Regions from separate parts of the Mus musculus genome. Here all the other regions are linked to region 2. Evidence: chromatin contacts called from public Hi-C and HiChIP or PLAC-seq data. All regions are on one chromosome and are shown on one strand. The core of a region is the stretch at or near the end of the contact, and the rest is flanking DNA. Distances in the headings are between cores, read along the strand shown. Region 1 holds the start of Btnl2 (butyrophilin-like 2). Region 2 holds the start of H2-Aa (histocompatibility 2, class II antigen A, alpha). Region 3 overlaps BC051142 (cDNA sequence BC051142).

Region 1 (2,700 bases), core at 21-2,520, 67 kb after region 2:
GCTGTGCTGTTACACTGTTGCCTTGCATGCTGTGCTGTTACACTGTTGCCTTGCATGCTGTGCTGTTACACTGTTACCTTGCATGCTGTGCTGTTACACTGTTACCTTGCATGCTGTGCTGTTACACTGTTGCCTTGCATGCTGTGCTGTTACACTGTTGCCTTGCATGCTGTGCTGTTACACTGTTACCTTGCATGCTGTGCTGTTACACTGTTACCTTGCATGCTGTGCTGTTACACCGTTACCTTGCATGCTGTGCTGTTACATTGTTGCCTTGCATGCTGTGCTGTTACACTGTTGCCTTGCATGCTGTGCTGTTACACTGTTGCCTTGCATGCTGTGCTGTTACACCGTTACCTTGCATGCTGTGCTGTTACACCGTTACCTTGCATGCTGTGCTGTTACACTGTTACCTTGCATGCTGTGCTGTTACACTGTTGCCTTGCATGCTGTGCTGTTACACTGTTACCTTGCATGCTGTGCTGTTACACCGTTACCTTGCATGCTGTGCTGTTACATTGTTGCCTTGCATGCTGTGCTGTTACACTGTTGCCTTGCATGCTGTGCTGTTACACTGTTGCCTTGCATGCTGTGCTGTTACGCTCTTACAATGAAGAACAAACATTCTTCTAAATAAGTTTAAAACTGCTCTTCCCAGCTCTTGAAAGTGGATCTGGAGACCCCTCAATAGTGTGAAAGAGAATTTAGGGGATCCCCAAGAAGGACTGAAGAAAGAAGAGCACATAACAGGGGTGTCCAAGGCCCTCCATTACTAGCCATGCTCATTGTACCCACACGCTATATCAGAAAGCTTATTACATTTCTTGGGTGAAGCCTTTGTTTTCCAGTAAAAGAGAAAGAACAAAGAAAAAACACACAGGCACCTTGGCCTGATGTTCTGGTCTTGGACAGGGAACATCCCCTCCTAGACTTGGTTTTCTACTCAGTAGGGTGAAGGTTGAGTATCTGATAGACAGTCATGCTCTGCACTCTGAGGGTCCACAGACTCCGTGTTGTGAGAGAGCTTGGCCCTAGATGGGGAATCATAGAAGTTCAGCAAGCTGAAGGACAGGACAAAGTAGCCATGATTTAGGCCACTGCCAGATGTCAGGTCACCTACCTGCTGGACAGGGCATGGAGCAGGGTCCAGCCTGCGTGCTGGTGTTCTGAAGAGATAAGGGTCAACATTATCACTGTGTCTAGAAGGCTAGATGAATCAGAACAGAGCCCAAAGTCCACCTGCCTTCCTTCTGAGTTTCACTTTTGAGCAGAAGGTAAATGTGCTGCTCTGACTGGAGCCTCATTTTAGACTGACCCTCGGGGACTCAACTCTGCCTACAGATTGACACCATTCAAATCTTCCTTCACGCAAACTGGTGACGCTTCCACTTTCCTTGCCTGCTCCATCACCAGTCACTATGCTCTCCTGTCCTTAGACACCTGCTATGTGAATGAAGGACACACTTGTGACTGGGTGAGACCAACAGCCTCCATTTCACCCTAAAGGAAAGAGCAACAGGTGAGTGGCTTGGAGAGTCTCTCATGAAGGATGGACATGGGAGTGGGGGTGGGGTGGGGAGGAGTCAACTAAGATGAGGAAGTAGGTAGAGTCAGCATCCTGTCAGGAAATGGCTCTTACTTCCTGTTGATCTCCACTGCACATTTTTTAGAGAGTAGTGTTTTGAGACAGACTCCCACTCTATAGCCAATGCCGGCTTCCAACAAATGGCAATCCTCCTGCCTCAGCCTTCTGGGTGCTGAGATTATAGTGAGCTACCACAACAAGCTGAGTTTTTCCTCTTTTTAACATCATTGTCTCTTTAGCTCAGGACTGATTTTTCTTTCCAATCAAAAAACTTCCTTCAGCTCAGGTTGGCCTCAAACCAGACATTGTCTTGCCTCATCCTCTTCAGTATCTGCCTCCTGGTGTATGGAATTTCAATCTCAGGATTCACGAGAGGTAGAGGAAGGACTTCAAGGTCATCCTTGGCTGTGTTGCAAGTTAGAAGCCAACTGGACTAAGTGAGACCTGAGGGGGAGCCTAAGGGATAACGTACAGTGTAACTCCATCGTGAGAGTTCAAATGTGAGTGAGTGAGTCAGCTGTGATCAACAACTGAAAAGAACGGGGCCAGGCCATGATCTGATGATGACAGGTTTGGTGCTAGTTGTCTATTAAGATAGCATAGCCATCAGAAGTCCTAGTTTGCTTGCTATTGCTGTGATAAATATCAAGACCAAAAGCAACCTAGGAAAGAAAGGGTTAATTTCATCTTACAGCTGGCAGACCACTATGAAGGGAAATCAAGGCAGGAACCCAAGCAGTAACCTGGAGGCAGACACTGAGGCAGAGACCATGGAGCAACACTGCTTGCCCTCTGTGACTTGCTCAGCTTGTTTTTTTACATCATGCAAGCCCACCTGCCCAGGGGTGGCACTGCCCGCAGTGGGCTGGGTCCTTTCCCATCAATCGTTAATTAAGAAAAATTCCCCCACAGATTTGCTCATAGGCCAATCTGATGGAGGCAGTTCCTCAGTTAGGATCCCTTTTCTCAGATGACTCTAGCTTCTGTCGAGTTAACAAAACAAAACAAACAAAAACCAATGCAGAAACTGCAAGGCATGGTGGGTAATCACAGCTGTACTTTCTTCTATGTTTGCTCCAGGGAGGATGGTGGATTGCCCACGGTATAGTCTATCT
Region 2 (2,700 bases), core at 200-2,699:
TATTGAAGGTCATATTCTATATATAAGAAAATGTAACACAGGCTAAATTAAAGTCAAAGCATTTTCTTAGATCTTGAAACTTTCACTTTTTTCTAAATTAAAAAGAAGTAGGGATATTTTCATGTAGCCCTTCAGTTATATGTTCCTCAGAACTGTGCCCACTGTGCCCGCTCACACCAGATTAAGGTGCCCTAGTGTGACACTGAAGAAATTGGGGACAAAGAAGCCACCACCCCCACCCACCCTCCATGAGGGATAGGTGAGACTTCCATCTCCTGCCAAAGCTGGAAAGAGAGCAGCCACTCTTTGCAAGGACGCTCAACCCCTTTCACTTCCTGTTTCAGACATTTGACTTTTCAACTGCTATTTTACACAAGCTCCTATTCACGCCTGTAAAACAGCGTGGAGTTAAGGAGAGATATGACAGAGGACATGGAATGTCGGCAGAGTGTGGAGGGAGGTGGGCAGCTCAGGAGGAAGGCCACAGGCTCCTGTAGCTTGTGCTTGCCTGGGTTGTTACAGAACTTCATGGGGTATAAATGGCCTATAGAACAGGCAGCTCACATTCCTTACTTTGTTACAAAAATGTTCAATGGTATCTATAATGGAAAGAAAGAGGAAGATGGCATTTAAAGCATTTACTAATGAATGGATACATTCTTGAGACATGATCTCACTAGGGGATCAGGCTATCCTTGAACTCACAATCCTCCTGCTTGGGCACCTTAGCACCGTAGTTACTGCCAAGCACTGCCAGGCCCACCCAGCGTTGCCTTCACTATTTTTAAAGCACATCTACATATTTATTTGACTTGTCACTTGTGAGTTGACACGTGAGGAAATCCAAAACCACTAAGATCGTCGGGTAAAATAGTGACCTCCTTCTCTCACTTCCCACCAGGGCCAGCTCCTAGCTTGAAAAAGGTGTGTGGAAACCACCACACAAGGGAAGCATTTGCTGTATATTTGTGAACATGATTCACGGAAAGGTTTTCCTCAGAGTACACTACAGGTACAAAGGCTTCAGAAACTCACAGAAATTTTAGAGTCATAGTAATTATGGAAATTAGATTTTCAGTAATGAAAATCATTTATTCGTGGGAAACACTCCCAATTCCCAATTTCTTCCTTCCCTCACTGGGCCCACTAGTAGAATCATGGTTTGGTGGATTGTGAGCTGACCAACCAGAGCCTCCTGAAGAATGGATCACACAGTTGTTAGACCTCTTCATATTGAGAATTTGTATCTCCCTCTTCTGTGGGTTTCCCATTGCCCGGCTCCAGGCATCCCTCAGCTGCACAACTCACCCTCAATGTCGTCTTCACCTCCACAGAGGCTGAGCATGGTGGTCAGGGCGAGGACCCCCAGAATCAGAGCTCTGCTGCGCGGCATCCTGGTCTCTGGGAGGTCTCTGAAGCTGCTCTCCTGAGTCTTCAAGAGATTGTGAGGATCCAGCCAAGGAGATCACACACCCAAACCAAACTCGCCAGAACCAATCAGAAAATTCTCTTGTGATGACGTCAAAGTTGCCAGCTGCAGACTTTGTATTAGGAGGCCTGGAAGAGGCTAGGGGAACTCCCTGAACCTGCTGCAGGCTCTACTCAGAGTAGACCCGAGAGAGTGCCTGGGAAGAAGTGGGTTCTAAGTCAGACTCTTTCTCTTGTGCTTATGTGCACAGATGGCAAGAGAGGAGGGGATTTCTGAACATGGACAGGCGAACTCACCCACAATAATATTGTTCTTCATAACTGTCTGGGCTGCACTGTTCAGAAAGCCTCCCCCCCCCGAATTTATTTCTTTCCTGGTGCCCCTCCAACTTCGACACCCAGTTACTTTCTCTTGCTTGCATGCATCATGAGTTAGCTGGTTTTTCTTTATTTCTTCCCATAGTGTGTGCAGAGTACTCCAAATTGTGAGATGATCCACCTACCCAAGGTGTCCCCACAGACTGTGGTCAGTCAATGGCTTTGCTCTTTCTGCTTGTGTAAACCCGGTTGGTGAGGTTCTTTGCTCTGGGCAGTAGCCCTGGTGTTACCAGATGGAACACAGAGCTGTGAGGACCTATCTGGCACCTAGAGGAGTGCACAGTGCTTTATCCAGATTTCACCTCTCCTTTTGAGCAATCTTTGTATTCTAAAGGAAATTTAGGGACACTGAACACACACAAGAAAGTTATGGGTAGCTCAGTTATTCTTAAAATATTTTTTAATTTTTATATTTAGTGTCAGGTAGAAAGGATTTTTTTCTAACTTAGAAAAGTATCTTTCTTTCACAAACTACTGGATTTTCCAAATTTGCTGCCCCCTTATGTGACATTTCAGAAAAGTGTGGGAGTCTGAGGCTTAAGTCTCAGCAACCATTGTGGGTTCTCTTGCTTATAGAAGACTGAGTTTTCTGCATTCTGTGGAGAACACAAGCTCCTGGACATTTGAGACCAGCTCTTCTGTCCTCCTGAGATGAGTGTGCAAGCCCTTGCACTTCAAAGGGGACCACAGAGGGGTGGGACAGGACACCCCAGCATCTGCCTGGACACAATGAAGTAGATGCTGGGTGCAGCTTTTGCCTCCTTCTAGGCAAACATATTAAGGTAATCACGGAGTTTCTCTACGTGCACCCATTTGTTAGTGGAATAAGGGAAAATTCCCTTTAGATAGTAGTAGTGACCAGTTTTGAGTGTTTAGGTTATAGTGCCCTGCTAT
Region 3 (2,700 bases), core at 2-2,501, 120 kb after region 2:
TGTCAACTGCACCATGGCAAAAGAGCTGGCCCCTTTAAAGATCAAGCTAACTCTGGGCAGATTAAAGTACTAGGGGTTGAACCTAAGACCACATGCATGCTGAGCAAGTGACTTCCACTGAGCTACAGGCCCAGATCTCTTTTTACTTTTACAGGACTCACTGTTTGGCAGATAACTTTGAACTTGTGATACTCCCATCTTACCCTCTGAAGTAGCTAAAATCACAGACTTGTGATCTACAAGGTCCCCGTAGGAAATTTTTTTCCTTCAAATTCATTTCAATATTCCACTAACTTACTATTATGCAGTTGCATGTGGTGTGGACAGAATAAGAACTGATCAATCTGAGGCTGGGGAGATGGCTCCGTTGAGAAAGGGCTTACAACACAAGCATGATGCCCTCAGCTTGATCTTCAGAACCACTATAAAAAGCTAGACTCATGACACCCAAATATAATCCCAGCACTGGAGAGGCTGAGGCAGGTGGATCCCTGAGGCCTGCTGGCCAGGCACACCAGCCTAACCAGCAAGCCCTATGTCACAGTGAGAGAGCCTGTCTCAAATAAGGTACATGGCTTCTGAGGAATGACATCCTAATTGACATCTGGCTGTGACACGCACACACATATACATGTGCACACTGTCACACACTTTTGCATTCTCTCTCTCTCTCTCTCACACACACACACACACACCACATGCACACACACACACTCACACACACACACACCACATGCACATAATAGAAATCAACCTGACCAGTAGACATATTTACAATCCATTCTGTAAATCCTGTGACTGGAATGTTTCTTATTTTATTAAAACTAAGCAGTAGAGCCTTTTGGTATTCAATTCACTGATAACCTATCCCAGCTGATGAATATGTTCCTAACTAATAGCACAAAATAAGTAGCATTTCCTTACAGTAACAATGTTTTATAGAAGTAAAATCAACTTAAATGTGTAACCAGCAATCCACGGAGTGTGTACGGATGGAGGTGCGCTCCTCGAGTTGTACTGACATTCCAAATATCATATCCTTGTAAGCCCGTACAGCACCAATATTGAGGAGCTAATCTCAGATAGAGATCTCAGACACCAGAAGTAACTAAGTCATGTTCTGACAACCATAGAAAGAAATAGTCATTAAACCCAAAGGCAGTTTTGTGCCCGTTAGCAGCTATGTGCCTACATGAAGCTGGCAGCATGCGTGCCCCACCTACACACGCTCACTGTCTGATGGGAGGTGAGTGCCCCCTGGTGGATACCTGTGGATAACACATCAATTTTCATTTTAGAGCGAAGCTGTGTGGCAGAGGCCAACTCCGAGCACTGATAAAGCCACAGGCTTCCAGAGGGAGTGGGAGATGGGGGCAGATTATCCTTGAAGGGCTAATGTTGGGCTAACTGCTGCCTTCTCAAAGAAGCCAGAGCAGAACTCCCCTTCTCTTCAGAGAGAGGAAGACATCATTTGTCACCATCAGGTTTCAATGCAGAAAACTGAGAAGGAGGTGTTCACCCAGAAGGAAGGGGCTCAGGTGGCACATATAGGGTAAAGAGCAGTATGTTGAATGTGTGGGACCTCTTAAATATGTCAGCCTATAACAATAACAATACTGTCCCGTGGAATTTTAGTGTTGCCTGACCCAGGAAGATAGGGACACGTGATTGGCATGCAAATCAAATGCTCACAGATGATAAAGAACTTTCTTGTAAAACAATTATTTGAAATATATATATATATATATATATGTGTGTGTGTGTGTGTGTGTGTGTATATATTTTTTTTATTGCCATATATTAAGAAGGATGCAGGGTGGAGAGATGGCTAAGAGCACTTGCTGATCTTGCAGAGGACCTGAGGTTGGCTAGCAATAGCTCACAACACCTATAACTCCAACTCCAGGAAGATTACTTCTGACTTGCATGGGTACCTGCACTCATGCACACATACCAACATGCAGACTTCGCCACTGGCACACACTCATATACATAATTTAAAATAAAATATGCTTTAAATAAATAACTGAAAGTGAAAGCCATTTTGCAGGCTAATGAGATATGTATTTGTCCAATACAACACAATCCAAAGATGCTCTGATTTGGCCCCACCTGGCAGGAGAGCTGCTCTGGGAAATACTAAGTCTTTAACTTAAATCTGCCAGTCACAGCACCTTGTTCCATAGAAGAGGAAAACTGTCAATACATCGAAAGCACTACAGGCACAGCAAAGGATAGCTTCTGGCTTGAGCTGAGGTGTGTCAGGTAGCACTGGCAGGTGTGGCATGACGTGAGGGTACATGTACAGCAAAGCACAGCATATCTTCATGTTGTATGTGGCTCTAGTAGTCCCATGTGCTGCTGTTTGACCAGGGAGCAACTGGTCTCTGAAGGCTCAGTGGTCATGGGGCTCTCTGGGCCTTGAAGGCTTGGTTCCAAGATGATGCCTAGAACCTGGATGCTTTTTGGTGGAATCTTGGACCCTCTGGGGATTTTTGTGGTGTGTGTTTTCTTGTTTTCAGGCAGCAGGGATTGAATATAGGGTCTTCCACAGGCTAGAAGCGTCCTGCCAATGAGTTCCTGGAATGCTCTTTATTGATGGTTACTGTACACTGTCATTCTATGTTCTTACAGTGCAGGTGGGATTCAGGGCTTCTCCCTGCTTCCATATTTATCATAGCACAATTCCTCATAGCTAAC

What was found. Hi-C and Micro-C count contacts between places; a contact is called where the count stands out from the background. HiChIP or PLAC-seq counts read pairs in DNA pulled down with a chosen protein or histone mark.
Region 1: an H3K4me3 HiChIP or PLAC-seq map of the 230-238 cell line shows a contact between it and region 2, with 2.6 times the contacts expected there. The contact joins the promoter of Btnl2 here to the promoter of H2-Aa in region 2. A contact is called at or near these places in 14 of 39 promoter capture datasets (the C10 cell line, the HPC-7 cell line, HPC-7-derived erythroid cells and 10 more), 1 of 15 datasets of contacts at CTCF or cohesin (CD8 T cells), 17 of 484 Hi-C or Micro-C datasets (B cells, CD4 T cells, bone marrow-derived macrophages and 11 more), 10 of 115 datasets of contacts at active chromatin or transcription factors (the 230-238 cell line, CD8 T cells, the HPC-7 cell line and 7 more) and 5 of 9 other capture datasets (adipose tissue, embryonic stem cells, liver and 2 more).
Region 3: a contact with region 2 is called in a Hi-C map of bone marrow-derived macrophages, with 31 read pairs. The contact joins the enhancer-like site here to the promoter of H2-Aa in region 2. A contact is called at or near these places in 5 of 39 promoter capture datasets (the HPC-7 cell line, cranial neural crest and embryonic stem cells), 3 of 484 Hi-C or Micro-C datasets (B cells, the HPC-7 cell line and bone marrow-derived macrophages), 1 of 115 datasets of contacts at active chromatin or transcription factors (CD8 T cells) and 3 of 9 other capture datasets (adipose tissue, liver and pancreatic islet).

Annotation. Positions count from the first base shown.
Region 1 is chr17:34,353,552-34,356,251 of GRCm38.p6, forward strand. Btnl2 (butyrophilin-like 2) reads left to right here and starts at 1,271. Exons shown (of 9, transcript NM_079835.2): 1 at 1,271-1,519; 2 at 2,666-2,700. The coding sequence starts at 2,671.
Region 2 is chr17:34,286,374-34,289,073 of GRCm38.p6, forward strand. It overlaps H2-Aa (histocompatibility 2, class II antigen A, alpha), which reads right to left and starts at 1,450. Exons shown (of 5, transcript NM_010378.3): 1 at 1,309-1,450. The coding sequence starts at 1,393.
Region 3 is chr17:34,410,085-34,412,784 of GRCm38.p6, forward strand. All of the region lies in intron 1 of BC051142 (cDNA sequence BC051142), which reads left to right. Among named protein-coding and RNA genes, the nearest start is that of BC051142, 13 kb to the left of the region's middle. Within about 2 kb of position 1,252, at least 1 of the 459 cell types and tissues checked has an H3K27ac peak or open chromatin away from gene starts, as enhancers often do. A contact at or near this core is called in bone marrow-derived macrophages, where this site is marked.